Regions from separate parts of the Sus scrofa genome. Here all the other regions are linked to region 3. Evidence: chromatin contacts called from public Hi-C and promoter capture Hi-C data. All regions are on one chromosome and are shown on one strand. Each heading gives the region's core, a stretch centred on a gene start, on an enhancer-like site or on the middle of the called end of the contact. The rest is flanking DNA. Distances are from core to core; before and after follow the strand shown.

Region 1 (3,177 bases), core at 138-2,637, 49 kb before region 3:
TACTAGTTGGATTTGTTTCTGCTGCACCGCAATGGGAACTCCCTGGTTTTATTTTTCTTAGTAAATAAAATACCTAGGAGTAGAATGTCTGGATCATATGGTAGGTGCCCGATTAGAAACTATTGGAGTTCCTTTTTGGCATAGCAAGTTAAGGATCTGGCATTGTCACTGCAGTGGCCCAGGTCACTGCTGTGGTGCAGGTTCCATTTCTGGCCTGGGAACTTCCGCATGCTGCACATGTGCCCCCTGCCCCCCCAAAAAACTACCAGATCTTCTTCCAGGTGGTTGTGCCATTTTACATTCCCACCAACTGACCCATTCTGACCCATTCCCATTCTGAGCCACAGCATCAGCTCACCGTGCTTGAGGTTACCAAACTCTAAAATTCTTGCCAATGTGATGAATGAAAAATGGTATCTTTTTTTCTGTTCACTGGCATACAGTCAGTGCTCAGAGACCCTATTTGCTGCAGATCCTCACCAACACTTGGTACCATTAGTCTTTTGAGTTTTAGTTATTCCAGTGGGTGTGTAGTGGTGAACCATCAAGTTTTATTTTGCATTTCCCTGATGACTTCATTCTTTTTATTAGTTGTATGGTGTTCTCTCCTGTGACCATATCACTGTGTCGTATGCACCCCTCAGTTGGTGGACGTATGCCTTCTCCCCCATTTTTTTTTAGGGCTACACCTGTGGCATTATTATTATTATTTTAGGGCCACAGCTGAGGTATGTGGAAGTTCCCAGGCTAGGGGTTGAATTGGAGCTGTAGCTGCCAGACTACACCGCAGCTCCAGCAACACAGGATCAGAGTCCCATCTGCGACCTATACTGCAGCTCAGGGCAACGCGGGGTCCTTAACCCGGGAACCTGCATCTTCATGGATACTAGTCAGTTTAGTAACCATTGAGCCACAACGGAAACCCCTACCCCATTTTTCACAAGAAGTATCCAAGCTGCAGGTAACAATTTGTCACATACTCCCCAGGCACACAGGCCTGCGATGGCTTCTCCTGGGCCAATGGCAGAGAGGACTCGCTCAGAGAAGACACACTTTGGATTTCATCTTTCTGCCAGAAAACACTCTGACCCACAGCATCAGCTCACCGCGCTTGATATTACCAAACTCTAAAATTCTTGCCAATGTGATGAATGAAAAATGGTATCTTTTTTTCTGTTCACTGGCACACAGTCAGTGCTCAGTATCTGCTTGGCGAATGAAGGGATGGATAGATGATTGAAAGCATGCTGACTGCTCCTAGCCCACTAAACAAACCAAGAGGGTCTCTCAGGAGCTCAGTCGGGAAACAAAGGTTGGGGCCCCACCCCCTTCCCAAGACAGGCCCCGCCCCCGGATCCCGCCCCTCCCGCTCGGGGCTCCCATTGGAGGGGGTGCGAGGGGCTGAGCGGGTGGGAGGGGTGGGGCCGGCTGGGGCGGGGCGCTGCAGCCCGCGGAGCCTCCCGCCCGCCCGGGCTGGGGTCGCACTGGCTAGGACTCCCCTCCCCGCCCGCTGCGGCCATGGTGGACGAGCGGAAGGACGGAGCCTACGGTAGGAGCTGCCTCTGGCCCGCTGCCGTCTCTGCTGAGTTGGGAGGGCCGTGGGAGTGGGGGGTGGACATCTGAGATCTTAAACACCCACGCTGCAGCTGGGGGCCCCAACCTGCTTCCTGGCCTTGCACCTTGCTCTGCGCCGAACCCTCTTGCTCCCGCCTGATCGCCCCGCGTCCCCTCTCAGGAACCCCTGCTCCCCCTCGAGCTGATGGGCTGGGACACACGGCGCATGCTCCGCCCGGGGAGGTCCCGTTATCTGGGTGGCTCAGATGCTAAGCGGGGGAGGGGAGGCACGGCGACCGAGGCTCGGAAAAGAACCAGGGCCCCCATCTCCCCAAATCCTCCTCTTCTTCCAGTTTCTTTTGTCCACTAATTTCTTTTCTTTTCTGCGCACACCCCATAAAAGTAGTCGTCCAGGGCTTCCAGCTAGATGGGGAAACTGAGGCAAGACTCCGCGGAAGGCTGGGTGGGAGCCCGTCTGGTCTCACCCGCCGCCTGGGAAGGGCAGAAACAACCGCGCCGCCGGCTAAGGGGCAGGAAGGAAGCAGGAAACAATTGAGAAACTTTCCCCTCCCAGTGTAAGGGGCCTGGGCTGCTCAATCTTGTTTTGAGGGGTCCGAAGAGAAGAACCCCCTCCTGCGAACCCCTTAGGGTGGCCTTGGCATCTGGGCCAAGTGGGTGGGGCAAAGATGAGGCTTCCTCCCCACTCAAGCCAGAGAGTGCTTCCTCCCCCCCCCCCCCCCCCCCCCCCGGCTTCCCACGGTGGGGGGAGAGGAGTGGTCCTCGGTTTCTCCTTTCTCTTCTCCGTTTTGGGTCCCCAGGGCTGAGCTGGGTACATGCCCCCACGTGGCATGGCCCTGGGAGGAAGGTGCCCTGCCACCTCTTGTTATGTGACTGAAACTTCCTGGAAACTGTGAAACCGAAGGGCCTTGGGGAAGGGGCCGGAAATAGCTCAAAAATAATCAAGAAAAACAAGCTATGCCTCCCTCCCCTCAGGGACTGTGGCCTCCAGAGGCTGCAGAGAGACAGATAGGGAGACAGGGCTCTTCCTGCCCAGCCCGGACCTGGCAGTAGCCCAGCCTCTTCTCTCTCTGGTGGAAGCTGCCAGCCCAAACCTCCTGAAGGGCCTTCTCGGCTCTTGGTTTTGGCCCAAACCCCAGACCTTGTGGCTGCCCTGCTGCCAGAGCCCCTTGGGTGTGGCTGGCAGTCTCTGATCTGGAATTCTCCGCCTGGGGTCCTGCCTGCCTCTGGGCAGCACCTGAGAGATCTTTAGTCTCCCTGAGGCAAGCATGGGGGGCAGAGTGGACAATGGTGTGATTCACTCAGCCATGAGTTTGGCCAAAGGGAGCCAGCCATGGTCCTGCCAGGACCACAGTGGAGACAGAGGACCTGTGTGCCCAACAGACATGCTAGGCCATTCCAACAAATATGTATTAAACATCCTTCAGGCAGGCAGTATCTAGACACAGGAAACACAGCAGTGAACAAAGTGGAAAAATTCTTAAATAAAGAGGTAATTTTTAGCTTGCTGTAAATGTGAGTCAATGAACAGGACATCGTGTGTGTGTGTGTGTGTGTGTGTGTGTGTGTGTGTGTGTGTGTTTGTAGTGGGGGGGAGAATCATCT
Region 2 (2,828 bases), core at 245-2,744, 37 kb after region 3:
TTCCACTGCCTGAAGTGCCCTCTCCCATATTTCCTTTGGCTCCTCCTTCATCTCACTCAGGCCTTAACTCAAATCTCACCTTCTCAGTGAAACGAGTCTTGAAACTCTTTAAAATAGTCACTTTCCTGAGTTTCTGTCGTGGCTCAGCGGTAACGAACCCGATTAGTACCCGTGAGGACAAGGGTTTGATCCCTGGCCTCGCTCAATAGGTTAAGGTGAGTTAAGGATCCAGCATTGCCGTGAGCTGCAGTGCAGGTTGTAGACTGGGTGGGATCCTGTGTTGCTGTGGCTGTGGTGTAGGCCGGCACCTGCAGCTCCTACTCGACTCCTAGCCTGGGAATTTTCATATCTTCTGGGCATAGCCCTAAAAAGACAATAAATAAATAAATCAAAGATGAATGTTGCTGCAAAGGCCCCGAATTGGGCGTCATTGGTGGGTGTTTTCCAGACACGGCCTCAGTGAGGACTTCACCAGCCTGGGAAACAGCATTAGCCCAAGCTCTTGGGTCAGTTTCGCTGACCTGAGAGGAAGGCTTCTGGGGCAGATGTGCCCTCTGCTGGCCATAACATATATCAGCTCCATTTCCAATCAGTATTATTAAAATATACATCGTATATTGCTATTATTAGTAGCAGCACACAGCTAGTGCTTAATAAATCCGTGACCCACCCTCTCTCACCCTCTGTGGCATGGAGGCTGGCCCTAGTGGGGATGTATATGTAAGTATTTTTTGAATGAATGACCTAATAAATATAAAAAGGTTCTGGACTTTAGTCTCTCCCTCTGAAAATCTGTGATTTCTTCTTGCACCGAAGAAACTAATAATTATTGAGTGCATACTATGCACTAGGTCCTATTCCAAGCACTTGGAGCAACGCAACGATCAAGATAGACAAGAGATTGTGTCAGGCACCGTGTAAAAATCTATACACATCCATTCTGTCTCTCAATATTCACAATGTCCTAACGTCTAGATACTATTATTCACCCCATTTGATGGAAGATAAAATTATTATTATTATTATTATTATTTTGTCTTTGCTATTTCTTTGGGCCGCTCCCGCGGCATATGGAGGTTCCCAGGCTAGGAGTCGAATCGGAGCTGGAGCCACCGGCCTACGCCAGAGCCACAGCAACGCGGAATCCGAGCCGCGTCTGCAACCTACACCACAGCTCACGGAAATGCTCGATCGTTAACCCACTGAGCAAGGGCAGGGACCGAACCCGCAACCTCATGGTTCCTAGTCGGATTCGTTAACCACTGCTCCACGACGGGAACTCCCAAAATTATTACTTAGTGAGGCTTTGATTGCGAGGAAGTGGCGGGACTAGGCCTCCACACCAAGACAATACTTCGCGGCAGTGCGCTCCTCGTGGGAACGATCCAGGAGTAGCGAAAAGAAAGGCGAGCCGTTTCCATGGTTCATCTGACGCTCTCCCTGGGCCTGTGCTTGCGTCGTGCGCCACGTGACTTCAGCCAACATGGCGCCGCCCAGGGTGTTCCAGTGCCCACGTGGTTCCGGTAGGCAAGATGGCGGCAGCCGCTAGCCAGACTTCTTTGGATTCCGCCCCGCGCATCCTGCGATTGGTGGCCGAGTGTAGCCGTTCCAGGGCCCGAGCAGGGGAGCTGCGGCTGCCACACGGGCCAGTGGCTACTCCAGTGTTCATGCCAGTGGGCACGCAAGCCACCATGAAGGGCATCACCGCTGAGCAACTGGATGCGCTGGGCTGCCGCATCTGCCTGGGCAACACCTACCATCTGGGTCTGAGGCCGGTGGGTGGGCTCTTTCCCAGCGGGGCGGCGGAGCTTGGGGGGCCCAGGAGATGCCCTTGGGGCACGCCTCACAAAGTCTGTAGACAAATGAGTATCGAGCGTCTCAGATGGCCCAGGCCTTGTGCTGGGCGTAAGGAAACAGCGAGGATGGAAGCTGGCAAACTGTATCGCAGCCAAACTTGGACCCCCCGCCCCGGGTTGAGTTCACCCCTAACCTGATCCTTTCTTCCTCTAACCCAGGGCCCTGATCTGATCCAGAAAGCCCACGGTCTCCACGGCTTTATGAATTGGCCTCACAATCTGCTGACGGTAAGATGGGTTCGAGGATGTGATCCGAGAGTACTCCTTTTGGGTGGATAGTCCCAATCCCTTTCCTGACAGCCTTGCGATGGGGTTTCCCTCAGGACAGCGGCGGCTTCCAGATGGTGTCCCTGGTGTCCCTGTCCGAAGTGACGGAGGAGGGCGTCCGCTTCCGCTCCCCTTACGACGGTGATGAAACCCTTCTGAGCCCGGAGAGGTCCGTGGAGATCCAGAACGCACTGGGTGAGCGGATCCCGGGGAGCCGCCCCTTCCCCTGACTTTTGGAAGTCGAGGTGAGACAGGCCTCCCCCTCTCCTGCTTGACTTTGAGCCAGTCACTCCCCATCCCTGAGCCTCAGTTGAGCCAGTCCAAATGGGGATAGTTACTAAAAATAATGATGTCAGTAAATCTCTTATCACAGTTCTGACACACATGGTAGCTTTTAGTGTTATCTTTATTGCTATTGTTTTTTAAATAGTAAATTAGCTGGCAAAGATATTTTGAAATAATGGGGGCAACATGAGGGTACTGGGGAGGCTTTAGACCCCTCCCATCTCCATTACTATCCCCTATTCCTTGATAAGGTCAGCTAACATTTTTCAGTTTCATAAAGTGCCTTGGAAACAGGTTCAAACCTTCACATCTTCTAAGCAGATTGGTGTTTTCAGACCCCTGAATATAGATATTCTGTGGCTCCTGAATACAGATATTCTGAGCCTGGGTGCTGATGTCATACTATCCATGGAACTTACA
Region 3 (3,070 bases), core at 144-2,643:
CCAGGTGCTTTTAAGGAAAAAAAAAAATCATATTTTGTAGATAATGCAAGAGAAGCTCAGGGAGGTGCACTAGTCTTGATTATACAGAGACCCAAACTTAGGGCGACCCTGGATCTTGCATTTTCTTAAAAATTTTTTTGGTTTTTTTTAGGGTTGCAGCCAGGCATATGGAAGCTCCCAGGAAGGTCTAACCGGAGCTGTAGCTACTGGCCTATGCCACAGCCACGCCAGAACAGGACCCCTCTGCGACCTAAACCGCAGCTCAGGGCAACTCGGGATCTTTAACCCACTGAGGAGGCCAGGGATCAAACCTGAGTCCTCATGGATGCTAGTCGGATTAATTTCCACTGAGCCGAGATGGGAACTCGGGATCTTGCATTCTTAAACTAGCTACACTATTCCTGCTTCTGCAAAAAAGATTTATTTAGGCCGTTAAGTCCTGAACTACTTGCCTCCGAATCTCAGCAATGTCTCTATCACTTGTCTACCAACGCCTGACTGATCCTGATTCTGGAAGAAAGCAGGACTTAGCTTAGGCATAGATTGTACACTGAGGATCTGAGGCTCCCAAGAGGATGCAACAACACCAGGATCGTAAAGTGATGACGCTCGGTCCCCCATGCCTTTACTTATGACCCCGACCTCCCCGCCAAGATGTGGCTGGCCAAGTGTCTCAGTCCAAGTCCCAGATTTCCCGCAAAAGACAGTGAGGCCTTCAGTCGGGTCTTTTTCTGGATCGGGCCTCAATTTCTTCATCTGTGAATGGGGGACTGGAAGATTCTGACCAACTGGGCTCTGCCCTTCAGAGGCTCCGGGCCGGGTAGTTTAGCGGGGCGCTACCCGTGAAAAAGTTTCAACACCAAAGACCCGGATGCCGAAGCAGCAACGAGGAGTTCTGTCCGACCTTTCCTCACACACACAGCTCGAGTCTGCTCGGCCTCTCGTGGAAAAAGCAGGCAGTGGGAAGGAAGTGCCACCGTACCGCTTCAGTAGCAGAGCGAACCTCTTCTAGCAACACCAGCCACCATGAGGACGCTCAAGAGCCAGCCTCTCTGACCGTTTCCGCCAACGTACTCCTGGCGACGGGCGTAAGATGGCGGCCGCGCAAGCGCATAAACTAGGAGACCAGGGAGGCTCCGCCCCTCCCTCGGCCTCACGTGGTAATGGCCGCTCAAAAACCGCAATTGAAAAAAAGAAAGGCAATGTTGTCACATGAAACAGGCCTACCAATACCGCAAAGGCAAGGAGCAAAAGTCCTTATCACATGGCCAAGGAGATCTCCGAATTTGCCACTGTCACATGATCAAGCAAAGGCGTGGAAAGAGGAGGAAAACGTCCCGACGCCACGTAACGTCTTACGGTTCTGTCACGTGACCAGGGCCCGCCTTCTTTTCTCTGTTCCTCCCTCCCTGCCTCTCCCGCTGGGCCTGCGTCGAGCGGTAACGAGGCGGCAGGGGGCGTGGCTCCGCCCGGTCACGTGGTTCCGCACCTCCCTAGCGCGCGCCCGCCCGCCAGCTCGTCCCCGGCCCCGGCTCCTCCTCCTCCTCTTCTCGCCATTGCAGTTGGACTCAGCAGCCCGGTGCGTACCGCGTGGCTTTTTGGGGAAGACCGAGGCGGGCTGTGGCCGGAGGGCGGTGGTTGCTGTCGAGGAAAGGGACCCAGACGAGGTAAGCGTCAATGTGGCGGCGGCCGGGCCCGCTCCCGCCTTTCCCCCTCCCCCCGTTCTCTCCTCAGCGCGGGCTCGGGTGAGGAGTTGCGGAGATAAGGCCTGAGGCGCCTTGTGTTCCCTGCTTTCGTTTGGTTCTCTCGCCCCAGTGCCTGGCTCCTTCCTCCTTTGCTAGCCTACCTCCCGCGCTCGGCCGTTACTCTCCCCCATTGTGCCGAGGAGACAAAATGGCGGCGGCGGCGAGGGCCCGGTGCGCGCGCATCCGCCCCCCCCTTCGCGGCCCCTCGGCCGGCGGTGGCGCCTCTCGCGGGGGTGCGCGCGCACTGGGCCCCCGGCTGCCGCCTCCCCCGGGTCGGGCTTTGTCTGTTGGGGCGCCACGCGCGCACACGCGCACGTGCGGTGAGCACACACCCCCCTCCGACTGGAAGCATCCTGCCCCGCGGAGCAGGGGCTACCCCCCCACCTCTTCTCTTTGTCCCATTCCGGTCCCGGGTTCCAGGAGAGTCCCAGGTTCTCGAGGCGGGAAACATCGCCTCCTTTGTCTTTTCGTGGAGCGGAGAGGCAGACCCCCTCCCTGGAACCCCGTCCTTAAGTGGATTGCAGAGGAGGTCTTTGTGGGTTCATGGGGTTTTTAAATCTCTGGTTAGGCTGGCCTCCCCCAGATCCGGATCCAGAATTGCTAAAAGGTTTATTTTAAGCTTTCACTTCATTTATTTTAGATGTTTCATTGATGTTGAATTTTTTCCCGATTCTCCCTCAAAATGGTGATCAGATGTGATATTTGGGTGCCCTGTGATCTTCCAGATTGAGACCCAAACATGAGCGCTTAAAATTCTTTTCTAGCTTACTTCCTCAAGTTGTTGAGTGACTGAGATTCTTGGGGTTGCTTTAGAGGTTTTGCCCTGGGCAGTTCTTCGCCTGGGGATATTATTTGGGATGTTTAAGGATCAACATGCTCTTGCCCAGTTCAGTGTCTAAACTTGGGGAGAGTAAGCCGTCTCTTCTCAATATTTCCAAAATTGATTGAAAATTGTTTGGCATCCTGCCTAGGGGACTTGACAGATCAGCAAGGAAGCATCATTACTTTTCCTGGACTCAGGTATTTCAGTGATTCTGAATCTTTTTATGATTGTTTAGCGTTCTAATGTCTCTAAAATGAGCGGTCTGGTGGCATATTTGGGGTCCATGGAAAAACACAAGGTGCCTTCTGAAGTTAGGGATCAAATCTGGACTTTAGGGATCAAATCTGGTTGGGAATCTCCATGGATTGGTTCACAGTGCTGCCCCTGTGCTTTATGTGTGGTCTCCTGGGATGTAGCTACAGCAGCCACTGACTGAGGCTGTGAATGAAGTGTGGGAATCAGAAGCTCACTCATAGCTGGGGTGGAGATGGGGGGGGTTCCA

The links. Promoter capture Hi-C pulls out the DNA fragments that hold promoters and counts their contacts. Hi-C and Micro-C count contacts between places; a contact is called where the count stands out from the background.
Region 1: a contact with region 3 is called in a Hi-C map of retroperitoneal adipose tissue, with 1.7 times the contacts expected there. The contact joins the promoter of SLC44A2 here to the promoter of ILF3 in region 3. A contact is called at or near these places in 6 of 47 Hi-C or Micro-C datasets (blood, heart right ventricle, liver and 3 more) and 2 of 2 datasets of contacts at active chromatin or transcription factors (alveolar macrophages and skeletal muscle).
Region 2: a promoter capture Hi-C map of liver shows a contact between it and region 3, with 5 times the contacts expected there. The contact joins the promoter of QTRT1 here to the promoter of ILF3 in region 3. A contact is called at or near these places in 1 of 5 promoter capture datasets (liver), 16 of 47 Hi-C or Micro-C datasets (alveolar macrophages, blood, brain and 9 more) and 1 of 2 datasets of contacts at active chromatin or transcription factors (alveolar macrophages).

The regions. Positions count from the first base shown.
Region 1 is chr2:69,363,559-69,366,735 of Sscrofa11.1, forward strand. SLC44A2 (choline transporter-like protein 2) reads left to right here and starts at 1,388. Exons shown (of 22, transcript XM_021083792.1): 1 at 1,388-1,549. The coding sequence starts at 1,519.
Region 2 is chr2:69,449,298-69,452,125 of Sscrofa11.1, forward strand. QTRT1 (queuine tRNA-ribosyltransferase catalytic subunit 1) reads left to right here and starts at 1,495. Exons shown (of 10, transcript XM_003123209.4): 1 at 1,495-1,775; 2 at 2,016-2,084; 3 at 2,180-2,318. The coding sequence starts at 1,533.
Region 3 is chr2:69,412,482-69,415,551 of Sscrofa11.1, forward strand. It overlaps ILF3 (interleukin enhancer-binding factor 3), which reads left to right and starts at 1,394. Exons shown (of 20, transcript XM_021083797.1): 1 at 1,394-1,667.